Regions from separate parts of the Danio rerio genome. Here region 2 is linked to region 1. Evidence: chromatin contacts called from public Micro-C data. All regions are on one chromosome and are shown on one strand. Each heading gives the region's core, a stretch centred on a gene start, on an enhancer-like site or on the middle of the called end of the contact. The rest is flanking DNA. Distances are from core to core; before and after follow the strand shown.

Region 1 (2,778 bases), core at 86-2,585:
TTCAACCGGGACCTGCTATAGTGTTTGTCTTCCTATTTTTCTTTCTACAGTGTTTGTGGGCGGGCCCGGGGGATTCAATTTTTCTGAGTCTGCGTGCGCAGCAAATGGGTGGGGCTTGAGATCCATATTAATGTCACGCCGACACGGCTAAGGACTCGTTACCCCCACAATTCATTTGAACCACTCTGAATCGACTCTTTTATAAATGAAGCATTAGTTTTAAACACTGTGCACTTTCAGATTCAAGGCTTAGCTGGATATTTCACTTGACTGTAGAGCTGTATTACACACTACATGGAAGGTCATTTTCAAAAATCCATAATAGGGGCTCTTCAATATAAATTCATATATTAGAGATTTAAACACTGCTCATAACTCTGGGTTATTGTTGGTCTAAAGCAGGGGTGTCACAACTTTTTCATATGAAAGGGCAAAAACAAATCTCATTGATAGCCGTGGGCTGAAGATAAATATACCAAACTACATAACATTAAAGCTGCCATGGGTACTTTACTAATTCATATAATTTTTTTATAATATTAAAAAAATAAATAGAAAACATTACTTTGAATTATATTAACTAATGCAGTGTAACTTTTTAAATGATAACTTATAACAATAAAAACATAGACAATTACATTTGTAACACAGTGGATTTCAATGCTGAATTTACTAGGCAAGCAGAATCTGCCTTTGCCTTGATTTACTCACCAAAGTCTCTGCATTGACCCTTTTTTCTTTCATTTGTACATTTTAAACTAATTCTGATTAATTTATACCATTTAAATTGAAACATTTACTTTCAGAAAGCCTTTTTGTAGCTTAACAATAAGACAAACAAATAAAAGGTACATCAAATTTGATATGACTCTAAACCATTCTCAGATGGGATGGCGGGCCAAATCAAAGGTTACCAACTTTGGCCCATGTTCTGAACACTACTTTTAGCTCTAGGTAAATCAATGTTTTTCACTCAAAATATGTAAAAACACAAAGTTTATGTATCATAAACTCAAAAATATAAACTCAAATGCCTGCTTATGTAATAGTGCAATTCTTGGTTACTGATTTTATAGTTGCACAGCTATAAAATAGATGTCTGTAAAGTTTTACTGCACATCAGTTTTTATATTTACACTTTTTTCACTTGCTTTTAGGGATTTCCTGGTCTAAAGGGTCAAAAAGGAGAACCATCCTATCTAAATATTCCCAGCCAAGTAAGTTGCAACCATTCTTCATGAAGTCAAATCACACATGACAACATTCTATATGTACACACAGTCATACACTCATCCACAGTCCTACAGCTCGTTTACTGCCAGCCTGTTAATAATATGTGTTGTGAGGCGGTTGTAAATCTGGGTGTGGAGTGCAGACCTGTCTGGGAAAATCCCTCAGTCATTTTCAACACCTCGTGCATCTTTTATATTACCTGTAGGTTTTAAATCTTCTTAGGTGGGCCATGTGTGGACGATTGTCTTTAAAATGAAAGTTCACCCAAAAATGAAAATTGTGCCATCATTTTCTCATCCTCCACTTGTTCTAAACCTGTTTGAGTTTCTTTCTTCTGTTGAACACAGAGGGAGATATACTGAAGAATGTTAGATAAAACTGAATTTAACTTCCATTTTTATTTATTTATTAGTTTGTTTGTCTGTTTGTTTACAATTTTATCTTTTTATTTATTAATTAATTTGTTAATTTATTTATTCATTTTTGTTCCTACTGTGATTGACAGCGGCTGTATTTTCCAGTATTGTTTTACATTTTATTGTCAACAAAATAAAGAAATTCATAAAAGTTTAGAAGAACACAAGGTTCAATATTTGTCTCTTTAAAGATATAATATAAATATATTACATTTTAGCCTGTTTTAAAACAGGTATATCCCAATAATCTTCATTTATTTCACATTTTCTAAATAAAGACTGGTGCCTTTAAGCTTCTGAATGGCAAAAGAGTGCAACGGTGTCACACACAAACAACATTTATCTTACTCATTAAACTGCATTCAATATTTAGAAGATATCTCTGTGACTGTAGGCTAATGATACTAAGGATGAAAACTGAAAACATAAATAAAGAATAATATCGAAATTATATGATTATTTTCATATGTAGAGCTGCTTTTAAGGTCATATTACAGCTTTAAAAATGCTGATGAAATTAACTGAATTAACCTGGAATCTGGACCAGGCTGAATGCTAATATTGTTCTGCATTCAAGCTGCTTTACAGCTGAAATTGATGAACTTTGCAACAGTGATTCAGCCAATGTCCTGTTTATTATTGTGTAGGAGATTTAGAAATTAAGGTGATTTATAGTTACAGCTAAAATAATTTAGTTTTAAATCTAATAAATATGCTAATAAATAAATTGGATAGGATTAGATGTAAATAAAGGTTGTTTGTTACACAAAATCTCTGACAGCTTTTATTTCCCATTTAAGTCTTTAGTCATCTTTAAATTGTTTTCCAGAGAAAATTGTGACACGTTTTATACTATTTTTTTCCTGTTAATTTTTTAATATTATTAAAAAAAATCAAGTATCACTTTTTTGTAACTATTCTTTGTAATATCCTTAGAATATTCTCACCCAAGGCCCTCCAGGTCCACAGGGATACCCAGGTCCAATTGGTCCCAGAGGTCCTGATGGATTTGATGTATGTATTTCTTTCTTTCTTTCTTTCTTTCTTTCTTTCTTTCTTTCTTTCTTTCTTTCTTTCTTTCTTTCTTTCTTCTATCTATCTATCTATCTATCTATCTATCTATCTGTCT
Region 2 (2,778 bases), core at 174-2,673, 150 kb before region 1:
CTTATAAATATTTATTATTATTATTATAGCTACTTTAATAATTAGGCATTGGATTTAGAATGTAAAAATGTATATATCTTTAACAAATAAAGTGCAAGGTTGCATGGTTGTTGGTGCCAAGTATTTTTAAGTATTCCAAATATGGTCTAAGTATTTCAGAATCTGCTGATCTACTGGGATTTTCATGCACAACCATCTCTAGGGTTTACAAAGAATGGTCTGAAAAAGAGAAAATGTCCAGTGAACAGCAGTTCTGTGGGTGCAAATGCCCTGTTGATGCCAGAGGTTAGAAGAGAATGGCCAGACTGGTTCCAGCTAATAGAAAGGCAACAGTAACTCATTACTATCGAGATATGAAGAAGAGCATCACTGAACACAACACGTCCAACCTTGAAGCAAATGGGCTACAGCAGCAGAAGACCACACCGGGTGCCACTCTTGTCAGCAAAAAACAGGAAACTGAGGCTACAATTCGCACAAGCTCATCAAAACTGGACAATAGAAGATTGGAAAAATGCTGCCTGGTCTGATGAGCCTCGATTTCTGCCACAACATTCAAAAGGTAGGGTCAAAGGTGAAGTCAACAACATGAAAGCATGGATCAATCCTGCCTTTTCAGATATCAATCCAATAGAGCACCTTTGGGGTGTGGTGGATCAGGAGATTCGCATGATGGATTTGCAGCCGACAAATCTGTGATGCTATCATGTCAATATGGACCAAAATCTCTGAGGAGTATTTCCAGTACCTTGTTGAATCTATGCCATGAAGGATTAAGATAGTACTGAAGGCAAAAAGTGGGAACAACCTGGTAATAATAAGGTGTACCTAATAAAGTGGCCAGTGTATTTGCAGTTGTTAATGCATTGATTAAACAGTCTAAATACGATAATAACTATTAGGTAACTTTTTTTTACTCTATTCATCTAATCTTAAACACAAAATAAGATATTTCGAAGTATGTTGGAGGTGGCCATTGACTTACTATGGAAAAAAGTCAAAGGCTACAGTGGTCCACATAAGAAAGAAACTCCAACAGGTTATGATGAAAAAGTGGAGAGTCAGTAAATCCTGACAGAATTAGCATTACTTGGTTGAACTGTCTGACTCCCTACTACAAGCTCCTAGATGTCCATGTTGCTAACTGAACAGATAAACAGAATCCCTAGAGAAAGCTACATTGGGATATTTCCCGTATCGCACGAGCAGTAAAAACATCAGAAAAGGCACAATATTTAGAAAACGTATCATCCTATTCTGCACTTGTTTAAAACTCAACAATGTCAACATGTCCAGGTGCACGACACAAGATTTTGCTGTGAACGGGATTCCCTCTAAATATTTGCATATCAGTACAAAGTAGTTTATGCAACAGCAGGTGTGCTCATGAAACATGCTGTCTTTCTTTTCACCACTAGAGCACGCTAAAAAAAAGAAAAGGGCTTCTGTATCCAGCTTTGATGGTCAATAGATCTAGACTGCTGTATAAACAAACCCACTCCGGGAATCAGCTTTCATTTGTAATATCAGAGTAATGTTAAGAAGAAAAACAGAAATTACAGTGAGGCTTGGATAGTGGGAGAGAAGCGAGTGGACGTGGACTGGCACTCCAGTGATTGTGAGACAAGTTCTCACCTGAGCTATAATCTGGAGATCTAATTCTATCTCCCTCCGAGCATGTTCAAACCTGCATGCCATGCGCATGAATCTAAAACTGCTGGGCTCAAATGAATTACATCTTCAAGCTCTCTTCAAGTTTTTGTCATAAAGAAGTTTAAGCAAAAGTAATAGCTGTGACGGGATATTTCAGAACAACTCTTTTTTTTAACAGACATAATTTTAAAACTTATTATTAACAATACTGTGTAAAATATATTTTTGATGTGATTTTTTTCTCTCTTCCTTCGACAAAGTTTTTAAATGTTGAATGTTGTCACAAGGCAAGAGGAGGATAGATGATGAAATGCCACAGATGCCAGAGCATTATTGGAAAAGCACTGATGGGCTAAAGACAACAAGATTAAATAGTGCAGCATATGTGTATGCTTAAAACAACAACAACAACAAAACTTTTGAAGTTAGGGTGAAAATATCCCATTGAAGTGTCTGCATAAAATAACATGTATAAATTGATTTGTAATATATTTAATATCTGAAATAATATTTCTGACAATGAAATCTATAATAAAACTATTGATTAATATTATTAATATTATAGATTAATAATATTATCTAGATAATCTGAATAAAACTATGGGTGAGTCATTAAAGTAAAAATAAAACAACATTCTTACTCTGGGCTGGTTGTTCTTCATATAACAGTTCTGTCTGGTTCTTGAATCTGATTGGCTGATAGCCGTGCAATATTCTGCAGTAGCAGCACTCTAACAGCCTCTTATCCCTTGTGTATTACTACGCCCACATAGAGTGATGGTAGATCACTAAACTTACTACAGTTTGACAAATAATGCAGCCGTTGGACAACATAATGTACTTTTGAGGCTATTTAGGTGAGAAAGTAGTTGTTTAGATTTAAACTATGCAGTTTATTTATTAGAATAGAGACTGTTTTAAATATTTATAATTTCAAGGATTCAGCAGCCATTTGCTTGTCATACTAAGCAGACCAAAGATGGTTGCGCCACAAGATGGTGACAGAGATCACATAATAAGTTCTTAGGGGGTGGAAAAACTCAGTGTTTTCTTTTAGTATTTTAAACTACAGCTGGTTAAATCACTATAAATCAGGTAAGTGACATTCTAAGTCGATCTCTCTCT

What was found. Hi-C and Micro-C count contacts between places; a contact is called where the count stands out from the background.
Region 2: a contact with region 1 is called in a Micro-C map of caudal fin, with 9 times the contacts expected there. The contact joins two enhancer-like sites. A contact is called at or near these places in 5 of 18 Hi-C or Micro-C datasets (caudal fin, embryo, hematopoietic stem cells and 1 more) and 1 of 4 datasets of contacts at active chromatin or transcription factors (caudal fin).

The regions. Positions count from the first base shown.
Region 1 is chr7:52,815,363-52,818,140 of GRCz12tu, reverse strand. col4a6 (collagen, type IV, alpha 6) reads left to right here. Exons shown (of 45, transcript XM_073907322.1): 8 at 1,158-1,217; 9 at 2,586-2,663. Among named protein-coding and RNA genes, the nearest start is that of ankrd46b, 59 kb to the right of the region's middle. Within about 2 kb of position 1,335, at least 2 of the 62 cell types and tissues checked have an H3K27ac peak or open chromatin away from gene starts, as enhancers often do. A contact at or near this core is called in caudal fin, where this site is marked.
Region 2 is chr7:52,968,871-52,971,648 of GRCz12tu, reverse strand. The region is part of intron 1 of col4a5 (collagen, type IV, alpha 5 (Alport syndrome)); the gene reads right to left. Among named protein-coding and RNA genes, the nearest start is that of col4a5, 23 kb to the right of the region's middle. Within about 2 kb of position 1,423, at least 1 of the 62 cell types and tissues checked has an H3K27ac peak or open chromatin away from gene starts, as enhancers often do. A contact at or near this core is called in caudal fin, where this site is marked.